Linked DNA regions of Sparus aurata: region 1 is linked to region 2. The links are chromatin contacts, called in public Hi-C maps. All regions are on one chromosome and are shown on one strand. Each heading gives the region's core, a stretch centred on a gene start, on an enhancer-like site or on the middle of the called end of the contact. The rest is flanking DNA. Distances are from core to core; before and after follow the strand shown. Region 1 holds the start of LOC115587699 (immunoglobulin superfamily member 3-like). Region 2 holds the start of LOC115587587 (ribosyldihydronicotinamide dehydrogenase [quinone]-like).

What was found. A called contact is a pair of places that touch in the nucleus more often than the background predicts.
Region 1: a Hi-C map of skeletal muscle shows a contact between it and region 2, with 2.2 times the contacts expected there. The contact joins the promoter of LOC115587699 here to the promoter of LOC115587587 in region 2. A contact is called at or near these places in 2 of 2 Hi-C or Micro-C datasets (skeletal muscle and an unstated tissue).

The regions. Positions count from the first base shown.
Region 1 is chr9:16,697,553-16,702,070 of fSpaAur1.1, reverse strand. It overlaps LOC115587699 (immunoglobulin superfamily member 3-like), which reads left to right and starts at 2,406. Exons shown (of 11, transcript XM_030427638.1): 1 at 2,406-2,680; 2 at 2,955-3,114; 3 at 4,438-4,518. The coding sequence starts at 3,042.
Region 2 is chr9:16,504,523-16,509,595 of fSpaAur1.1, reverse strand. LOC115587587 (ribosyldihydronicotinamide dehydrogenase [quinone]-like) reads right to left here and starts at 1,925. Exons shown (of 6, transcript XM_030427506.1): 1 at 1,766-1,925; 2 at 1,515-1,682; 3 at 1,301-1,431; 4 at 1,112-1,225; 5 at 934-1,035; 6 at 553-849. The coding sequence starts at 1,769. The coding sequence ends at 553.

The DNA of each region.
Region 1 (4,518 bases), core at 1,157-3,656, 190 kb before region 2:
CACAGAGAATCAAGCACAAATAACTGCTCGGGGAGTGTGAGAGTGTTTAATCTCTAACACATTTTTAGATACTGCATGCTGTAATGGGTCTATTCATTTAACGGGAACTCACTTCTTGAAACTTCTTTAAATGTCTGACTCTGTCATTCAGACATCTAAGTGGGACATGACATGACTTGATGTGGTTGGGAGGAGAGAGGAGGCAGGTTTTCCCCTTCGCTCAGCACCACAACTAAGGTGGCCCAGAGAAAGGTAGTTGATCGCCATATTCAGTGTGTCACTGTGTCTACTTGGTACACACGTCTGTGGGTTGTGATCAGTGGAATGCAACTCTTTAATTGTTTAATTTTGACAGTTTTTAGAGGGAAAGTAGCAGATTTTCAAGCGTGTAGGATTTAGTGGCATCAAGCAGTGAGGGTCCAGATTAGAACCAACTTGACACCCCTCGTCTCACCCTCCCCTACGGTGGCACCCTCTCTAGAGCCAGTGTTTGGTTTTGTCCACTCTGGGCTACAGTAGAAACGTGGTTGTGCAACATAGCAGAGTCTGTAGAAGAGGTACCAATCCCTCTGTCGGCTCATTCTTAGGCAACAAAATACAAAGAACATTCAGTTCATTCATTTAGTTTAATTCACAATTATCTGAATTATATTCAATTTCTGCCGAAAGATCATCCTAAATCAAATCAGATCAGAACAGTTTTATTTATATAGCCCCAAATCAAAATCACATTGCTTCAGTTGGCTTCATAATCTGAACAGAGGACGACATCCTCTGTCCTTAGACCCTTGATTCGAGTGGGAAATACTGAATAAAATTACGATACTGAAAAAACCCAACCTTTTAACAGAGGAAAAAAGATGGAAGGAACCTGAGGAAGAGACACAGAGAAACGATCCCTCACCAAGGAAGAACAGACATGCAATGGATGTCGCATTTACAGAACAGAGCAACAAAATCACACTTTACTGTAGATGATTATCATTGATACTTAACTGCCTGTAGGTATGTGTGTGTTCTTGTAACCCCGTGTCTTGGTTCTCCAGTCCCTCTGGGCTGTAGGCAATAAGCCGGCATACAATTTGTCTTTGGTTCATTTTCTTTAATCTTCTTTTAATCGATAAACCAACATGGCAGGGTGCCGGACATCACACTTCACTCTCAGGGGATCACAACTCTTCTCCTCATCGCGCATGTTATTATCTTACTTTGTTCCTCTAATACCTGTCCCTCCTCAAACAACAGCAGGAAGGAACAAACATTCACTCAGGCAAAGGGACATATAGTGTAACTTGAATGTTACACAAATACAATCATTGTTACATAAATGATGACAAAATAATCAAAAAACTATTGTTGTATTCCAACTTGATTTTGCAAGACCAAGATTATGCTGTGGAATCATTCTTACTAGAAAGAAATAATTTAATATAATATTCTGTTAAAGGTAGGTCTACTATGTTCTTTTTACAAGCCTATAAACAAAAAAGTGACACATCTCTTAATATGGTTAAGAGCAGTTTGCAAGAGCTGACATGAGCTTTAGACGTGCTTTAAAGCCACATGTTTATATTGGTATTTGTTGACATTAGAGCAAAACTGGCTTGCATTTTAAGTTGTGATGGGTGAAGAGAAACAGCACCGCCCATCTGGAAGTCCCAGCCTGCAAGAGTACAGTACTACACATCGACGTTGTACTTAAAAGATGTCAACACATGCAACACATTTGAATATGGTTGATGACAAGCTGCGATCTCTATGGCCGGTATTTATTTTCTGATGAGGAAGGGTGGAAAAAGTTACACAGTGCACTTTTAAACAACAACAAACAACATAATGAAATGAACACAAAGCAAATGTTATGTGTACAATGATTATTGTTACTTCACACATGACGGCTGCCAGATTTGCACCACTGGAGTCTGGATTTCTTCTCCACAAATATTTGCACCATTCACTTATGTAGTCTGGTCTTAATGTTAATTGTATAAATGGATTTTAGATGTTGTAGCTCTAACTTTCCCAAATTCCTATTTTATTTGTATTTATCTAGATAGTCCAAGTTAGTCTCATCTTGTCTCATCTCACGTCGTGATCATTTAATCTCATCTCTTCTTATCTCATCTCATCTCATCTCATCTCACCTCATCTCCTCTTATCTCATCCTATCTTCCTTTATCAAACATCCCTGGTAAGAAGAACAAAAGAAAGAGAGAAAAAAACTAAAAATTTCAGCCCACTACTATTTGACCCATCTTTGTCCTACAGCACAGAGATGTTCCCCAGCAGTCCTGTTCACGCTCAGCTGCAGCAGACATGTTGCTCTCATACTGTCCACTGGGCGGCACTGTTGCCTCGTCGGTCCACACGTCGCCCCTGAGTGACACAATCTCAACGAGCCCGCCCTTATTTCCTGTTTCGAATGTTTTTTGTATAATTAGGTCACGCTTGGACCGAAGCTGTCACCAAACAATGCAACCACAGGCTCTTTATCTCCGTCATCTTTTTTTTTGGTCATGGGAATGAATAAAACCCGGAGGTCGCGCATGTTTTTATTCTGAAATCCAAGTCAAGTTGATGCTGTCCAGGTGCAAGGCGGCAAAAAACTGTGAGACATGGAGGGATGTCCGTGTGTGAGGATGCTGCCTGCTGCAGAAAACGTCACAACACATTATTTGAGGTATGGTTAAAAGTCAAACGAGCACTCGCCATGAGGACAGGTGCAGATGATCGCGTGCACATACAAAACCTACATGTGGTTGTGTATTATTACTTTTATTTCCACTCCCACCACAGAAATCTGCACCTGTACATTTTCTGAAACACATATGTGACAGTGACAGATTTACCAGCACAGATTGTTTGGACTGTGAGTGTGCAGGAAACATTTCAGACTTCCTTTTTGTGTACCTACAGGAAGCATTCATAACCCTCCAATGTATCTGTGACAGCAGACAGATTTGCACAGTGAGGCTGACTGAGGGCTCGGTCACGACGTGAGGCTGGTGTGAACACTGTGTTACTTCTGAGGGAGGTTCAGGATGAGCTGTTCCCGGCAATCCTGCTCTTGGAGGGCTAATTTGCTCCTCTGTCTGGGGCTTTTTCTGCACTGTGGTGAGTAGTACACTCAGTTCCTTCTTGCAGTTGGATTTGGATGCTGGTGAGTGATCTGTTGTTAACAAAAAAAACAAAACAAACAAGGACAGAGAAGAAAAAGTAATTAAAAAGTCAGCAGAGTGAGGGAAACTTGTTGTCGCTGAGTGCATTTTAAGTGGAATGTGTCTGTGTGTGCATCTGTAATTATGTCCATCTTAATCATCTTCATTTGATAAATAAAAAGAAATAATAATAACGACTAAAATTGCATTTAGCCAGACTTCTGTGATTAAACCCAGTGAGTCATAGCGGATGATTGATGTGTGTTATTCTCTCAGACTTTCTTTTACTAACACTTTTAATTGATGTCAGCAAGCAAATGACTGAAAATCATTCTCACAAAATTGAAAGAAGGCAGCGATAATCTTCCTGTCATTCAACGAAGTTCACCGCTGTGCTACAGTCCTGTTTCACTATTTGCAGGGACTAGTTCTCTCAGATATTGACCTAACGACCTGTGAAGTACATTTACTCAAGTACAGTTTTGAAGTACATGTAGTGTACTTAGTATTCTGTTTTCCGCTCTTTATCCTTCCACTCCAAAAATATTGTATGTCTTACCGCAATTATTTGATAACTTTACTTACTAGATACTTGATTGATTGCACGCTGCATCATATAAAATATATTTATTTTATTAACAATTGAATGATTAAAAAAAAGATCCTAATCATCAGGAAAATGCTGAATATTGGACTGGATAGTCGCCAGTAATCAGTCATAAATGTAAATGTGAAATGTATGATTTGCTATACTTGTACTTACGGTACTTAAGTACATTTATTGCCAGATGGTTGCGAAACGACGAAACGTTTATACTTATTGCAGCGTGCATAGCAGTTTGAAGGCTACACTGTAAAGTTGACCTTACTTGAAAAAAGTGATGGATTAGCTCAGAATCACCAAGAAGCCCATTACTGTAACTTTAAGTTGTACAAGCAAAACAACGTTTTAACAACTTAGAATGATCAGCCTGCGTTTCTTGGTCATTTTGACTGTATTCTGGTAAAGTTACAGAAAAAAAAGAAGTAATTTGATTACAGATGCTTACAGTAAAAAGGGGGACCACTAATTACAAATGAAAGAAAACAGAATGATCACATAATTATTAACGTATAATTTATTACTGTATCGGAATAAATGTATACAAGTAACCCTCCCAGCCCAGGTACAGACTTTTGCTTTACACATCAAAACTCACACTTATAAATGCGACTGAGTTCCTGTTCCCTAAATAAGTTGCGGTGGTCACTATGTGTGTTTTGTCTGCTTTTCACTCAGGAGAGGCCATAGTGCACACTGAAGCGCAGGCCGGGCCTCTGTATCGCGTGGTGGGCTCCCCGCTCTCCATCTCCTGCAATG
Region 2 (5,073 bases), core at 676-3,175:
ACAAGACTTGACACATTTTTTGTAAATGTTTGAGAACAGAGTACAAAACTGAAGAGATAAGATACAGCCTTGGAAAAGTATTCATGTGCAAAAGATTTTACCAGCTGAAACCAATTCCAGGAGAATTGACTTTCCTCAGTTTAGTGCAGAGCAAGTCTTGAATAAGCATCAAGAAAATCTTTACAAAATAGATCCAAGCAGACGCTTCAAACATATGGCATAATGCTTACAATTGGTTAAGACAATTGCTTATAAAAAATGTTTTAAAAGCCTTGTGGTTGCCAGTAGCATTTACTGGGTTGCTATTAAAACTGAATCATGACAGTGGAGAATTATTTTTACACCAACACTAAATGTTGTGCAAACACAGGTTGCATATCTAAGGCAAGTCTGTACCGTGAACATTTCTTGGCTGTACCTCATCCAGCACAAGAACCCAGCCCTCAACGATAGAGTTACCAATGTTCCAAGAACTGTCATAATATTTAGTCAGCTTTTATTGATCAGACAGACACAGGACGGAGACAAGGCCTGACACTCAAAGTTCCATCTTCATACTCCAGCCCTCATCTGGTTTGGTGGTAGCGGCTTGCCCAGGTGGGTCCCCACCGTTGGGCCAAACTCCTTAGCGGCGTGCTCCTCATGGAACTCCGGCTTCAGCTGGAAACCCTTCTCCCTGTCGAAGCAGTCCATAGACGTGAAGGCAAGGGGTTCTTCTCCCAGCACACCTTCCAGTCGTTTACGCCAGCCTTCCAGCATGGTGCTGCGTACCTCAGAGGGAACGTGAGACGGAGCCCAGAAGATCTGAGGAGTCAGAACCTGGAAGCCACAGTAGTGCAGGATGCCATTCTGGAAGATAAACATGGTGCAAATGTTACCACTGTCAACAGCCCATTTACAGCTCATTTTACTCAGTTTACCCTGCAGCAGTACCTGCAGTGGCCACAGTGTGACATTCATGTCTCCATTAATGCCATTTGCACTGAACATGGACTCTTGAGACCCAGTGGTGAAGGACAGCAGGACTTTCTTGTCCTGTGCAGACAGAAAATGAGTTAAAAGGAAATAAGCTTAACATTAATAGGGAAAACCACTTGAATTAAACCCTCACCTTGAAGACACCCTGGCTGTATCGCTTCTCTTGTGAAAAGGCATAGCCCAGTGTGAGCACCCGGTCGATCCAGCCCTTCATGATGGCAGGAAGAGAGAACCAGTACATGGGAAACTGAAAAGAGTTGTAAAGTTAGTTTAATGCAGACATCTTGACAAAAAAAACGCATCACCATCACTCGGGCTCTACCTGGAGGATGATGAGGTCTGCCTGAGTGAGCTTGCGTTGTTCTTCTGTGATGTCATCTGACAGTTTTCCTGCCTCCCACGCCACCTTGGTCTCCTCTGCGTAACGGAAGTTATCAGCGTTCTGAACGTCTCCTACAGAAAGAAAAGACATATCATGCAAAATTGAGGAGCAACCAAAAAGAGGACTTTGTAATGCAAGTGAGATATTTATGTACCGATGATGTCCTCAGCAGTAGCAGTGGCTTTAAATTTCATGGCGTACAGGTCGGACACTTCAACAGTGCAGCCCTGAGTTGTTAAAGCCTCCTTGGCGGCATCTTTAGCTGCAGCGTTGAATGAGCCAGCGCTCTGGTGGGCATACACAATCAACACTCTCTTTCCTGCTAAATACAAGAATAATCAGATCAAGACTAAGCCCCACATCAGACTACAACGTAACAGCAATCAGAGCATGAAGGACACTCACCCATACTGAAGCTAAGATGTCACCCACAAATGATGAGCTGCACATGTGGCCAATCTGTCAATGGAAAGCGATGTTCCACTTAAGCAAGACTCGAGTTGCTGTTTTTATGCAGCTCATCCACACACTCAGATGCTGTCAATCAGCAATCAAGCTCATCAATCACTCAGCCTGCACGGGGGAGGATCTCTCCCAGGACTCCACACACCTACATCCCTCCACTGAAATGAGGAGAGGAATTTATTCACCACGTGAAGCCAGGAATATGTAGGTTTTATCAGTGGAACCAGCTGCAGATTTTGCCTGTTTTTAAACTGTCACACACACATCCTCTATTTCAAGATGATGTGTGCTTTTCCCATTATAGCCTGCCCAGAAAAGAGACAGACCGTATGTCGCCTGCGTGTCTTTCTATACGGTGGATATTCGAGAGCATGCGTGTCTGTCTGCGCACAAGATGTTTCAAAGTGATGGGCCACTCCTGATGTCTTCGAACCACATGAAGCAGATGTGGCTGAGCGATCATCTCACTATACCGTTCCTGGTTTCCAGCCTCTGTTTTCCTTTACGTTACCGTCCTCTGAAGAAACAGTTGTCTGCGGTCGAGCACGCTCACGAATGCTCCCCCGTGAAAAAAAAAAAAAAAAAAAGAGTGGACATCAAAGGCAGACATGAGCTGGCACACATCTGGGACCAAATCCCAGTTATCCAGCCTGTATGAGGAGGAGGAGGGGTTAATAATGAACAACCCCTACATGCAGTAATACCACGTAGGCACATGTGAGTCAGACACATGGGTATGTCAGCAACCTCTCTTCCTCCTTGTCTCTCATTTTTCTCACTAATTGAGACAGATTTGAGTTTGAAGCATCAGTAGCTACAGGAGTTTGTAAAATCATGAGGCCTTCTGGTGTTTACGAGGCCTTGTCTTTTCATCTCTGAGGCCTCTGTGTTTTTCCAAACATCACCACACTGGTTTGTTGTTGCGCTTCACATCAAGCCTCTGGCTGCAAATTCTGTCTGTTGTGACAGGAGGGGATCGTGTGTTTTGCTCGGAGCCATGTTTTCATGGTTTGTGATGTACTGAGCCACATGATCCCAGACTAATCTGCTGCGACAGTGCAGGTTGTACTCAACATAAGTGTCAGGTATTCAGTGTGTGCTTGCTCTGGTTTATGAGTCTTATTCTGGACATACAAACATAAAGAGAACATCTTCCGAACACTGTTAGGAGTTCCTTTACATGGAACCACAACCAGGCAATTATAGGGCATACACAGGGGCATGAAAAAGGGCAGACACAGAAGACTTTGGCTGTTTTGTCTTCACGAGAACTGCTAAATGACTACAGTGCCATCATGTGGTCAGTGTGAGAATACAGCAGTTTGTTCAACCAAACCTTTCAGATTACACTACGCCTTGTGATGTTGTAGTGCTGGAGATCGGTCTAGGTCTCAATGATACCTCAAATGTGATTATACATGTTGTTATGTAACAGAGGCAGTATATTTTACAGTTTAACAAGAAACTTTATAATCTAAAATGACACCAGTGGACTGACACAGTAAACTTCACCGTGGATTTAGTCATTTTGAAATAACGCCAAGAACCTTTTTCTGAATCGTGTTCTATAAAACCAAAAGGTTTCATGTTGTTGGATTAGAATAGATTAGATTGTGCTAGACAAATATAAGCTCATAATATTGAGCAACCAATTGATGTGACTGTGGATATTTGTTCAAGAAGTTTGATTAATAGTGCCTGTGGTTTACAGGTTCCACATGTTGTGTGTTATGCAGTGTGGAACTCACACTGGTCTTGGTCATGACTTGGTCTCAGTTTTATTAGGTGACCTTGACTACAACACTGAAAACTTATAAATGTGACAAGGACAAGTCTGACTAAACTAGCCACAGTTTTTTGCTCCTGATTCCACCATATCTGGTCCAGTTCTTACAAACTAGAGAAATCTAGTCATGTCTTGCGGCAGAATGGTTCTGCCTTAACCCATTACAACACAAGTTTTTCTTAATACACACACACACACACATACCACCTTCTACAGAGAAAAAATATTTGGGGCTTTTCCTTGACCTTTACCTTTACCTTGACAAAAGTTGTTATTCATTAATGGGTTAAGAAAAACACAACCTCCACCACATTTCCATCAATGTTTCTATATAAATTTGGACATTATCTGAGTTTCTTGTGTAATACTTTTGTGTCATTGTGGATCCACTGTTCCAGGAAGCTTTGGACTTGTGGTGCGGTGTTTGTACAACCTGTAAAATGTGACTGAAAAGAAGAAAAATGCAGATGGGATGGTTGCAGGGTGTCTTTTTGGCATGCACGCCCAGCGGATCTCTCACCAAACAGAAATTCTCCTCCTAGTTTTCACCACCGAAAGACAACAGTGTCCAGTTTCTGTCTCAGCGAAGAGATTGATTCGCTGCAGTTTATGGCTTAATCACAGTGTGTGAATACCTGCCAGAGCCGGAGGAGGCCAAAGTGAGTAACAGCCACCCAGATGGTGAGGCATGAATTGTGGCTACATTGGCAGAAGTGAACCGGTGTAAAGCACGCAGACTGCAACCTTTAACAGATTCGTGAATGTCACTGATCTAATCAGGGGAATGACCACCAGTAAACAGAGCTCCGGGATTTACTGTGATGCTTTTGGCGCTGCCGCCTGGCAGGGATACAAATTAAAAGTCGATCAAGTTATTTCAGCTGGAGGAAGTTTGGGTTTGCAGAGGCTTCAAAACAGTTGCTATTCAGGTCACTTCCTCTCCTGCGTCACTGTCAAAACTCGGGTCTACGCCTATTCCGTATTTATTTCTACACAGGCAGATTTTAAGATACGTGTTTCAAAACAAATCAGCCAACTCAACCATGTACTTGCACAACAGGTCCAGAAGATCCTCATGTTGTATTTTTCAATATGTTTTACATTTTTAATAAATAAAATCAAATGATAAATCAAATATATTGATAATGATATTTCATATAAAACTCCCTATACAACCCCTGATCATAACCCACACACTAAAATATTCTGATTAAAGTGAAACTCTCGCCAAAAAGCAACCGAGGCTTTATTTGGGATTGAATATGAGTCAAACCTTCGTGTGAAAGCATAATTACGACGAAAGAGGCACTTTTAAGATTTGCCGTAGTTTCACTAAGAAGGCTCGACACAACATGAAACTTTGGTCACTAGGGTCTCTACTCATGAACAAGAGCATTGAGAACATTGTTTGTGTACACAGAGTTTATGAAAAAGAAGGTTTTTGAACTACTAAGTCGCAGTC